Linked DNA regions of Mus musculus: all the other regions are linked to region 4. The links are chromatin contacts, called in public Hi-C and HiChIP or PLAC-seq maps. All regions are on one chromosome and are shown on one strand. The core of a region is the stretch at or near the end of the contact, and the rest is flanking DNA. Distances in the headings are between cores, read along the strand shown. Region 1 overlaps Snx30 (sorting nexin family member 30). Region 2 overlaps Snx30 (sorting nexin family member 30). Region 3 overlaps Shoc1 (shortage in chiasmata 1). Region 4 has its middle 27 kb from the start of Susd1.

Region 1 (2,700 bases), core at 76-2,575, 400 kb after region 4:
CTGGCAGAACCTCTCAGGAGACAGCTATATCAGGCTCCTGTCAGCAAGCACTTGTTGGCATCCACAATAGTGTCTGGATTTGGGAACTGTATATGGGATGGATCCCCAGGTGGGACAGTCACTGGATGGCCTTTCCTTCAGTTTCTGCTCCAAACTTTGTCTTTGTATCTGCTCTCATGGGTATTTTGATCACCTTTCTAAGAAGGACTGAAGTATCCATACTGTGGTCTTCCTTCTTGAGCTTCATGTGGTCTGTGAATTGTATCTTGGGTATTCTGAACTTCTGGGCTAATATTCACTTATCAATGAGTGTGTGTTCTTTTGTGATTGGGTTGCATCACTCAGGATGATATTTTCTAGTTCCATCCATTTGCCTAAGAACTTCATGGATTCATTGTTTTTAATAGCTGAGTAGTAATCCATTGTGTAAATGTACCTCATTTTCTGTATCCATTCCTCTGTTGAGGGACATATGGGTTCTTTCCAGCTTCTGGTTATTATAAATAAGACTGCTATGAACATAGTGGAGCATGTGTCCTTATTACAAGTTGGAGCATCTTCTGGTTATATACCCAGGAGTGGTATAACTGGGTCCTCAGGTAGTACTATGTCCAATTTTCTGAGGAACCGCCAAACTGATTTCCAGAGTGGTTGTTACCAACTTGCAATCCCACCAGCACTGGAGGTATGTTCCTCTTAACCAACCAGTACCCCCAGAGCTCCCAGGGACGAAATCACCAACCAAAGAGTACACATGGAGAGACCCATGCCTCCAGCCACATATGTAGCAGAGGATGGCTTTATGGGACATCGATGAGAAGAGAAGCCCTTGGTCTTGTGAAGGCTCAGTGCCCCAGTGTATTTCAGGACAAGGAAGCAGGAGTGGATGGGTTAGTGAGCAGGGGAAGGGGCTGAGAATGGGGGGACAGTTTGGAGGGGAAATGAGGAAAGGGGATAAAGTTTGAAATGTAAATAAAGAAAATAATAATAATAAAAAAAGAAACAGCAGTAACTGCAAGAGTGTGCTTGAATGAGAGAGCTGTGTGTGTGTGAATGTGTGTGTGGGTGTAAGTGTGTTAGACAGAGCCTTGCTGACGTCATACTTGCTGTGTAGCCCAGGCTTGCTTAGAACTCTTCTGATCCTTCCTGCTTCTGCCTCCTGAGTGCTGGAATTAGAGCTGTGTATCACTGTGTCTGTAATATGCTTACGTGTTTTTATTTCTGAGGATGAAGGAGAATTAAGAGCAAGATGGACAGGGCTGGCGGGAAAGCAGATATGGGTGAAGAGTGGAGAGTAAGCCGGAGGAAGTGCAAGCTGTGCCCTGCGGATAAGCCTGTGGTTTGGCCTCCAAAAAGAGAAGCACACTTTCTCCATTGTCTGGAAAACGGAAGGGAAGCTTGTCTCGTGACAGGAAGGGAAGGGACTCTTTGCTTATAGCTGCAGTTTTATCTGGGGCAGAGTGAGAAGATCATCTGGCAGGAATACATGGGAGGTTTTGAAGCAGGACTTACAAGTTTTGAGGTGTCTACAGCTTTTTCCTAATTGATGATGGGACTGTTGAGATTGCGTGGTGCTGGGAGTGTTGGAGCTGCTTGGCAGTGTTAGGGACCCTGGTGTAGAGGTGTTGCTCTTTACCTGTTATTGCTACAGGCACAAGAGTTATCAGCCGATGGTCTTAGCTTTAGAGTTGTTGGCTAAATTATTTCAGTGTTTTGGCCAGTTTCATTAAACCCACCATAGATTCTTTTGGCATTGGAGACTGTTTTTGTACAATTTAAAAATTTAAAACATCTATTCAAAATCCTTGGGTGCCTGTAATATTGTCTGTAGGATAGAAGTCTGTAGGGCACTGGGTTTCCCAGAGCCATTTGCCATCTAGACTGGTGGAGGGGGACCTTTTGTGGTCTGTGGAGTCTAGGTCCAGGCTGTCTTGCTGGGTGTGGATTAGATTGTGGGCTGATGCTAATGTTTCCAGAGATGACTAAAGAGGTGCTCAGGTGAGCATACAGTCCCTCTGTGCTCGGTTACTGCCTCAGATCTGACTGGGGCTGCCCGCTGCCTGCGGTGATCTCTGATGGACACCATAGGTTCTAGACCCAGTGTGGAGGGACAGGGTAGAGGTCTTCGCTGATGATGATGACTTTCTGGTTCTTCCCCATCCCGTTCTGTGTACTGAGTTTCACAGAGGAAAGCTGGCAGTACTCATCCCTGGGGCTTGTTGAGCAGCACGCTTTATGAATACTTGACTCCGCTCCATGAAGTCAGCAGTGCTCGTGGCTGACTCTGCAGCGGAGTTGTGTTGCAAGCGTGCAGTGCTGGCTTCGCTCTTGGCTCTTCTTTGCTAGAATCCCCGTTCTTGTTTTCCTTGCATCTTTCCCACCTATTAATTTATGTCATTTGATTCTATGTGTCAGTATGATTTTCATAGAACGAGCTGTGGTAATAAAGTAAATTTTGAGTCTAAAAAGAATGAGCCTTTCTGTTTCATGATTATATTTACCCTGCGGTATCAGATAAATATCTCCTGTCCTGTGGTCCCTAATGGAGTATTGATGGGGCCGGAGAGATGGCTCAGTGGTTAAAAGCACTGACTGCTTTTCTAGAGACCTGGGTTCAATTCCTACACCACATGGCAACTTATAACCACCTCCAATTCCAGTTCCAAAAGATCTGATGCCATTTTCTGTCCTCTTTAGGGA
Region 2 (2,700 bases), core at 182-2,681, 380 kb after region 4:
TTGTAACACAGAGAAATTTGTGCAGTTGAATAATTTATACACTAGCAAAAGGACAGTGAAAACATGATGCTAATGAGACAAAATAGCAACAGGCTATATACAGCACAATTTTTGTGGAACGGCGGGGCTTCTGTTCCCTAGAGTAATGCAGCCCTGTGCACGAGCTCTGCACTTAGGCTGCAACACATGGATGCAGTTTTAAATTTGATGACAGCTCATCTTACTGTAATAAACTTAAAAAAAACTTTTTGATGTCAAAAAATTCCAAACCCCATAGCTTAGAACACAAACCTCCCTTTTTTCTTTTTCTTGCTGTTTCTTGCTTTGACAAGTCCCAGGGATTAAGCCCAGAGCCTCATGCATTCAGAGATCCTGTTTCTTCTCTTATTCCTTAATGTTCAAAAAGTAATTCTTATTAGTTTACTTTGTGTGTGTGGTGGTCAGAGGATAACTGGTAGGAGTCCAGGGGATTGAACTCGGGTTGTCAGGCTTGGCAGCAAGCACCTCCACCTGCTGAGCCATCTTGCAAGCCCATTCTTAATTTTTTCCTGTGACCAGACTCTTGGTGCAGTTTTCATTTCTTCTTCAGTGACTCAGTTAACCGTGGACATAAAGAGGAACCACCCTTCTCTGGACTGAGCCACATTGGCTGGGATCTGGAGCAGCCATGGACCAAGCAAATGGCTCTGCAGAGACATCCACGTGGACTTGGGGGTTGAAAATTCGTATTACAAAGGAATATAGGACGCTTCTAGCACAGGTGTCCAGGGCACCACGCCTCGAGGAATTCCTAAGATGTGGATTGGAATCTGGGTACTATTGCTGAGCCAACGCCTCAGAGCTGACACTGTTGGAGACAAAGGAATGATATGAACACTGACTGACCATAGGAAGCATGGCCCTCTGGGATAGGGTTACAGGCTTCCTTCCAGTTCAGCCTTGTGTTAATTTTCAGTTTTGGTTGTGGGTTTGAAGGCCTCCCACTGCCACAGCTGGAGGGTGAGTTTGTCACAAACCCTGAGCACGAGAGAGCTCTGCCAGAAGGTGGTTTGAGTAGTGTCCAGAGGAAGGAGGGCGTGCTTCCGTTCCCTTCTTAGATCAGAAAGGCAGTTTCAACTCGGTGGCCCTTTCTTTTCCCACAGACGGTTTTAAGATCGACCACAGAAATTATATCTCTCCCAAGGAGGGACATACGTGTCAAATGGCACAATTTGGCACATAAATTTTGTCCCTGAGAGGCTCACAAATTCCAGAGTCTGTGTCTGATAAAAAGGACACTTTCAGTCTTCCTGAAAATGTGGGGGGATTTAAAGCACATTTAGAGATGAGAGCGGGGAAGGCTGTTGTCATCGTAACATCTGATACTTGCCATTGGTCTGTGAGTCTGTCCTGTCCTGTTCCTTGCCTGAGTGGCTTTTGCCCTCAAGAGAGTTTGGTCTGGGGTAATGATTTACCCATATTTGATCACATAGAACAGACTAGTATTTTGTTTCTTCTACACTCTGGTTCTGACAACCAAGAAAGTTCTTTACTAACGTTTTTGACACATCTGAATTGTCTTATTTTGTGAGATGAATGAGTGGTGGTTACAAGGATGGTTTGGGAACTGGAGAGACGGCTCAGTGGTTAAGAGCACTTGCTGCTCTTGCAGATGACTACGCTGTATTGCCAGCACCCGCATGGCTGCTCCCTGTAGCTCTATTTCTAGGGGATTTAATGCCTTCTTCTGGCCCCCAACCCCGGTAGGTTACCAATGACAGACCAAAGTAATGATTCTGTCTAACTAGCTTAGTGGACGAGTGGGTTTATTTGGGCTTACTAAATAGGATGCAGGTGACCCCACACAGCTATTGTGATGGTTTGAATATGTTTGGCCATGGGAAGTGGCACTATTAGGAGGTATGGCCTTGTTGGAGGAAGTGAGTTACTGTGGGGGTGGGCTTTGAGGTCCTATGCTCAAGTTCTGCCCAGTGCAGAAGAGAGCCCCATCATGGCTGCCTGCTGAAGAATCTCCTGTCTGCCCTTGGATCAAGATCTAGAACTCTTGAGTTCCTTCTCCAGAACAAAGTCTGCCTGCAGGATGCCATGCTTCCTGCCATGATGGCAATGGACTGAACCTCTGAAACTGTAAGCCAGCTCCAATTAAATGTTTGCCTTTATAAGAGTTGCATTGGTCATGGTGTCTCTTCACAGAAATAAACCCTAAGACAGGTATGTATCACTAAAGTCTCATCCCTGCCTGGGTGAGACTTCCCTTCACTCCTTCTCCTTAGCTGTATAGATGGAGCATGCCTTTATTTATCTTCTCTGTTCTATCTGACAGGTATGTCCCACATGTATCCCACGGGCTGCATATGCCCCAGGAGAGCTGTGAGTGGGGCCCAGTACAAATCGGAACTTACTTTATGTATGACGTCTTGTAACTTGATTGATGCTTCTTGAGCATGAACTGTGTGTGTGACAACTTTGTGTTGCAATATCAGAAGATGGGACACTTGCCTGAGCTGCTCCTAGGTCATAACACAGGTAGAGACAGAAATTAAATATGGCCAGGAGGAAGGGGTGCTGGAGGGAGTGGCCCTAATCTCAGGTGAGGGTCTGATGATCCTCTGCTCCCTGGGACGCATCAGTAGACTCATCGTCTGCTAAGATGCTGATGGCTGTTGTGCTTGAAGGACAAGGTGGTGTGGGACAGCCATG
Region 3 (2,700 bases), core at 23-2,522, 370 kb before region 4:
TTGGTGCCATCCACCCATTCTGCAAAACCAACGAAGTCATGTTAAGAGTGAAACGACAAATTGTATCTTATATCTCGGGTATACTAAGTTTCTAGGCTAATATCCACTTATCAGTGAGTACATATCATTTGAGTTCTTTTGTGATTGTGTTACCTCACTCAGGATGATGCCCTCCAGGTCCAACCATTTGCCTAGGAATTTCATAAATTCATTCCTTTTAATAGCTGAGTAGTACTCCATTGCGTAAATGTACCACATTTTTTGTATCCATTCCTCTGTTGAGGGCATCTGGGTTCTTTCCAGCTTCTGGCTATTATAAATAAGGCTGCTCTGAACATAGTGGAGCATGTGTCCTTCTTACCAGTTGGAACGTCTTCTGGATATATACCCAGAAGAGGTATTGCGGGATCCTCCGGGAGTACTATGTCCAATTTTTTGAGGAACGGCCAGAATGATTTCCAGAGTGGTTGTACAAGCCTGCAATCCCACCAACAATGGAGGAGTGTTCCTCTTTCTCCACATCCTCGCCAGCATCTGCTGTCACCTGAATTTTTGATCTTAGCCATTCTGACTGGTGTGAGATGGAATCTCAGGGTTGTTTTGATTTGCATTTCTCTGATGATTAAGGATGCTGAGCATTTTTTCAGGTGCTTCTCAGCCATTCGGTATTCCTCAGGTGAGAATTCTTTGTTTAGCTCTGAGCCCCATTTTTTAATGGGGTTATTTGATTTTCTGGAGTCCACCTTCTTGAGTTCTTTATATATATTGGATATTAGTCCCCTATCTGATTTAGGATAGGTAAAGATCCTTTCCCAATCTGTTGGTGGCCTTTTTGTCTTATTGACGGTGTCTTTTGCCTTACAGAAGCTTTGCAGTTTCATGAGGTCCCATTTGTCAATTCTTGATCTTACAGCACAAGCCATTGCTGTTCTATTCAGGAATTTTCCCCCTGGGGCCAAAAAGTGGGAATGGGTGGGTAGGGGAGTGGGGGGGGGAGGGTATGGGGGACTTTTGGGGTAGCATTGGAAATATAATTGAGGAAAATACGTAATAAAAATATTTAAATATTAAAAAAGAGTGAAACGGCATTGGTTTATATTCCATTTCCTTGTTACTCACAAGCTCTGAGCTTGTCACCCCAAATAAAGCCACATTTAGATATATGTGCTGCAAGGGGACATTTTATGTCACTTGGCATCCCTATACCCTTTCAGTCCCTTCAATTAAACCACCATTTTTGATGCAGCCACTAGAGGTCAGCAAATCTCCACAACCAATGCTGTTAGACAAAGGCTGTTTTCATGGGAATGGTGGCTTCCTTACACAAGTACAGTGGTAGTGTATCACATGGAGTTCTTACTCTACAGCAAGCATGTGTGCTCACAGTGTATTACTCTATTGTAGACAAATGATAAGCAGGAAATGCAAGGTGGCTAGTTATGAAAGAAGCAGAAAAAAGAGGCTTGGTAACAGGAAACTTTACTAGAGTCACTCCTGCCCACCTAAGAAACCCAAGTTAAGCAGACAAAAACAGGGTGAGTTCCTTAACATGTGTGTATACAACAGTAATCATTTCTTAGTGGAAACCGGTGAGTATCTTAAACAACAACAACAACCCATATTAAATATTAAATAAAAGGCAAGACATTCCTCGTCCCCTAGCCAGGAAAACTAACCAGAACATTTTTCAAGGATCTAACACTGATTTCCGAACAGTTGTTATTTAGAACTTTTGGGGAAAATGACTACAAACTAAATCTCGACAAATACACGAAGAAGTCAGGGGAAAAACCAAGAGACAGATGGCATATGTCACAGGTATATAAGAGCTGATTAGGTGACATTAACACAATAGACAAAACCGTAGACAACCCAGAATTCAACTGGAGTGGGTCAGAACTTAGCATTTAATAGAAGCATCATCTCTAATAGTGGGAAGGACTCTTAGCTAAATGATACTGGAACAAATACCAAAGTGCTTAAACATTAAAAAATGTCCCTAGTCCTAAACATAAAAAAACCTGAAATACAATTACATAATATATTTAAAAATTAGTAGGGTGCCATGGCACACACTTAAAAATCCCAATACCCAGGAGTCAGGTAGATTTCTGTGAGTTTAAAGTCAGCCTGCTCTACAAAGTGAGTTCTAGATCAGTAATGGCTACATAGAGAGACCCTGTCTCAAAACAAACAAATCCTTAAACAATGGAAAAGTTATATAATAAAAGAACATTTTGTAATTAAAAACAAAAGAAACCATAAAAAAAAAAAAGAACATTTTTCTAAGCACAAATTCAGTGCTAGAATCAATAAAGGAAAACATCAGCAGAACTAATCAGAATAAAGTTAAATGCATTTGGAATTATTGGTGTGTTTACATATTTTTAGATGCCAGTAGAAAATAAAATCACTTTACAAAAGAAAATATATAAATAGCCAATACACACTAATAGCTTTTAAGGATGTAAAACATACATTTTCCTCATCACACTGGTTTATGTGTACCCAGTGACAACAAGGCTGGCACGAATAAGTTATTTTTACACTATGCCAGCAGTGCTAAAGCTAAGAACAAAATCAGTGAAATATTTATATCTCCAAGATTAACCTCAGTGAAATAACTAGAAATGCTCTGCCCAGTGTAGAAGAGACCCTCCTACTGGATGCCTGCAGAAGACAGCTTCTTGCTGCTGCTTT
Region 4 (2,700 bases), core at 109-2,608:
GCATTATTTCAGACCTGGCATTAACAAACGTTCCTTCTCATAGCCATTGTCATGTTCTTGCTTTTTTTTTCTTGTTTTTACAATTTACAACACCCCCCAAGGGAAGTGCTGAAGTGCTGGCTAGCGTTTTTTACATGCAAGAATGACAAGAGGTCACTTGCCTTTAATATTTCCTTCTAAGGCAGGTCTGCTAGCACTGAAGTCATGGGTCTGTTTTGCTTGGGAAGCCTTTGGATTCCTCTTATTTTGAACCACAGTTTTGTTGTATACAAGACTGTTAGTTGATAGATTTTTTTTTTTTTTTTTAATTTTATAGCTGGGAAAAGGTCTCACGTTGTAGCAAAGGCTGGCCAGAACTACATAGATCACTCAGGCTAGACTCAAAACAGACAACCTTCTTGCCGAGCTTTCTGGATGCTGAGATTAGAGTTGTGAGCCATCGTCACTCGGCTTTCAGCGCTTTTAACCACTGAGACATGTCTCCAGCCCTACACCTGGCTTCCTCTCCACTTTCAATGTTGTCCCTCCCACTGCTCTCTGCCTCCTCTGCTTCTGCCAAGTCAGCTAATTTTATTATGATTCCTTCAGAAGTAATGTTGTTGTTTTTTAATTTTCCCCCCTGCTGCTTAAAGATGTTCTTTTCTTTGATTTTCAACATGCTCCCCTATGACGTGGAAGCCTCCTATATCAAGGCTCTTTATTTCCTTTGTTCCTCAAATTATCTAATCTCTAATTGTTGCCGGTTAATGTAGTATTGGAAACCTCTAGTGAACTTTCTGTTTCCATTGTTTGGTTTTCTTTTCCCTCCTTAAGTTCCATGGCTCCATGCAATAAGTTTCTGAGAGTGTATTTAACGTAACATTGGATGTTTGATTATTTCTTTAACCATGCATTGTTTCATTCTTTGAACATACACATTGGCTTCTATAAAATGCTTATCCAATAAATCTGACACTTAGTGTCTCTAATTAATACAATCACTTTTAAAAGTGTGTGTGTGTGTGTGTGTGTGTGTGTGTGTGTGTGTGTGTGTGTGTGCTTGTACATGAGTGTAGTGTCTGAAAGGCCTTGGATATCCATGAGCTGGAGCACAGGCAGTTGTGAACTTGGGTGCTCTACAGTAACAGTAAGTCTCTTTCTAGCCCCAGCACAATGTTTCCTATTGCTCTGCTTTGCTTCCTTTATGGACAATACTTCTGTTTCTCTACATGGTTGAAAATTGTACATCTCAGAAAACATTGTAGTGATTTGGGCTACTGGTCCCATTCTCTGGAACTTGTTCTCCTTGTCTCTACTGGAGACTACAGAGTCTGTCCAGAATCAGTGGTTTTGGTAGGGCTTACTTCCTCTCTCCCCTGGCTGCTAAAACACACTGTTGTCAGATGACTGCTTTACAGTTCTTAATTATGCTCTGGGGGCATAGCTTGCACCACAGTTTATCCAATCCAGTTCTGGCATCTTCAACTGAATAGATTCTTAAAGTTCTGGTTTCTTTTGTCCAACGAACAGTAGACAAGTACTCTTTACCCGAGTAGTCAGCAGCCCAGAAGGCAGATCCTTCTTACAGATTAGGAATGGTTTTATGGTCTGGCTTTTTTGTTTATTTGTTGTTTGTTTTTCCTGAAGTATCATCTGAGCTGCCCACTGGAGCTGGGACACTAGTGTGCCTCTCTGAGTGACAGTCTGGGCCCCTGGTTGGTGGGAAAGTTATCCCCAAATGCACTACAAGAGAATTTTGTTTAGAACTATCATGCTAGGAATCACTCAAGACTCAAATTAGCAGGGCTCAATGCAAACTCTTGATACAGGAGTAGCAATGGCAACACATACGCTGCCATCAGGGCATGGAAAAGGAATTCTTGCTTGAGGACAGGCCATACCAACAGTGGGAAATGGGGAAGTGAACCAAATATTGAGAGTATTTCCATTAATATGAAATTCTGACTGAGGAGTCTTGCTAGGACTAAAATCCAAGGATGAAGCCAATATAAAAAAAAAAAAAAGTAAAAGAAGAGAGAAGGGAGAGGGGGGCAGATAGGGAATCGGGAAGACAGAACAGGGAAGGAAACCTTTTACAGTAGACTGGCTCAGCTTGCCCAGGAGTCTGTAGTGGGAGCAGCTGGGGTTTGGGGGTGGGGGTGGAGTTGCCTTTATTAACAACAACAACAACAAAAAAAAAAACCACACACAACATAAGCTGACACAGAAGTGACCCAGACCCCATAGAAACTATACCCCAAGAAATAGCTCCATTTCATGAGTAGGTTCTAAGCCAAATAATGTTCCTACCTCTACCGTGCTAGGATTTAACCTCAGCAGCAGAGATGCAGCACTGAGAGCTGTGATGGCAGACAGAGGAGCTATTCTGGGTCAGACTCTGACCATTTTGTAGATATTCTGCGGGAAATGTTGGTTTGCAGATTGTCCTTAAAACCATTTCCAAAAGTCTGTGGAAGTGTTTCTGTTTGGCAAGGAATTTAACACATGCCTGTTTTTGAGACCTCAGGCTTCAACAAACGCTGAGCACTGAGCACGGAGCACAGAGCACAGGCCACAGGCATCCATGATTGTGTGTGGATCAATTCCCCCAAATCCTTACTCCATCATCCATCCAATTGGTTCTTTCTCTCAAAAGCAAATGGAAAAGATCTCAGAAGAAATTAAACCCATGGGCACCTTGATCTCATATTTGCAATTTCA

The links. A called contact is a pair of places that touch in the nucleus more often than the background predicts. HiChIP or PLAC-seq counts read pairs in DNA pulled down with a chosen protein or histone mark.
Region 1: an H3K27ac HiChIP or PLAC-seq map of microglia shows a contact between it and region 4, with 4 times the contacts expected there. The contact joins two enhancer-like sites.
Region 2: an H3K27ac HiChIP or PLAC-seq map of microglia shows a contact between it and region 4, with 4 times the contacts expected there. The contact joins two enhancer-like sites.
Region 3: a Hi-C map of bone marrow-derived macrophages shows a contact between it and region 4, with 3 times the contacts expected there. The contact joins two enhancer-like sites. A contact is called at or near these places in 2 of 15 datasets of contacts at CTCF or cohesin (the NIH/3T3 cell line and pro-B cells), 5 of 484 Hi-C or Micro-C datasets (the G1E-ER4 cell line, bone marrow-derived macrophages, liver and 2 more) and 1 of 9 other capture datasets (embryonic stem cells).

The regions. Positions count from the first base shown.
Region 1 is chr4:59,862,721-59,865,420 of GRCm38.p6, forward strand. All of the region lies in intron 2 of Snx30 (sorting nexin family member 30), which reads left to right. Among named protein-coding and RNA genes, the nearest start is that of Slc46a2, 51 kb to the right of the region's middle. Within about 2 kb of position 1,326, at least 58 of the 459 cell types and tissues checked have an H3K27ac peak or open chromatin away from gene starts, as enhancers often do. A contact at or near this core is called in microglia, where this site is marked.
Region 2 is chr4:59,844,025-59,846,724 of GRCm38.p6, forward strand. The region is part of intron 1 of Snx30 (sorting nexin family member 30); the gene reads left to right. Among named protein-coding and RNA genes, the nearest start is that of Snx30, 40 kb to the left of the region's middle. Within about 2 kb of position 1,432, at least 67 of the 459 cell types and tissues checked have an H3K27ac peak or open chromatin away from gene starts, as enhancers often do. A contact at or near this core is called in microglia, where this site is marked.
Region 3 is chr4:59,095,304-59,098,003 of GRCm38.p6, forward strand. All of the region lies in intron 5 of Shoc1 (shortage in chiasmata 1), which reads right to left. Among named protein-coding and RNA genes, the nearest start is that of Gm35527, 21 kb to the right of the region's middle. Within about 2 kb of position 1,273, at least 8 of the 459 cell types and tissues checked have an H3K27ac peak or open chromatin away from gene starts, as enhancers often do. A contact at or near this core is called in bone marrow-derived macrophages, where this site is marked.
Region 4 is chr4:59,464,288-59,466,987 of GRCm38.p6, forward strand. No RefSeq gene overlaps it. Among named protein-coding and RNA genes, the nearest start is that of Susd1, 27 kb to the left of the region's middle. Within about 2 kb of position 1,359, at least 23 of the 459 cell types and tissues checked have an H3K27ac peak or open chromatin away from gene starts, as enhancers often do. A contact at or near this core is called in bone marrow-derived macrophages and microglia, where this site is marked.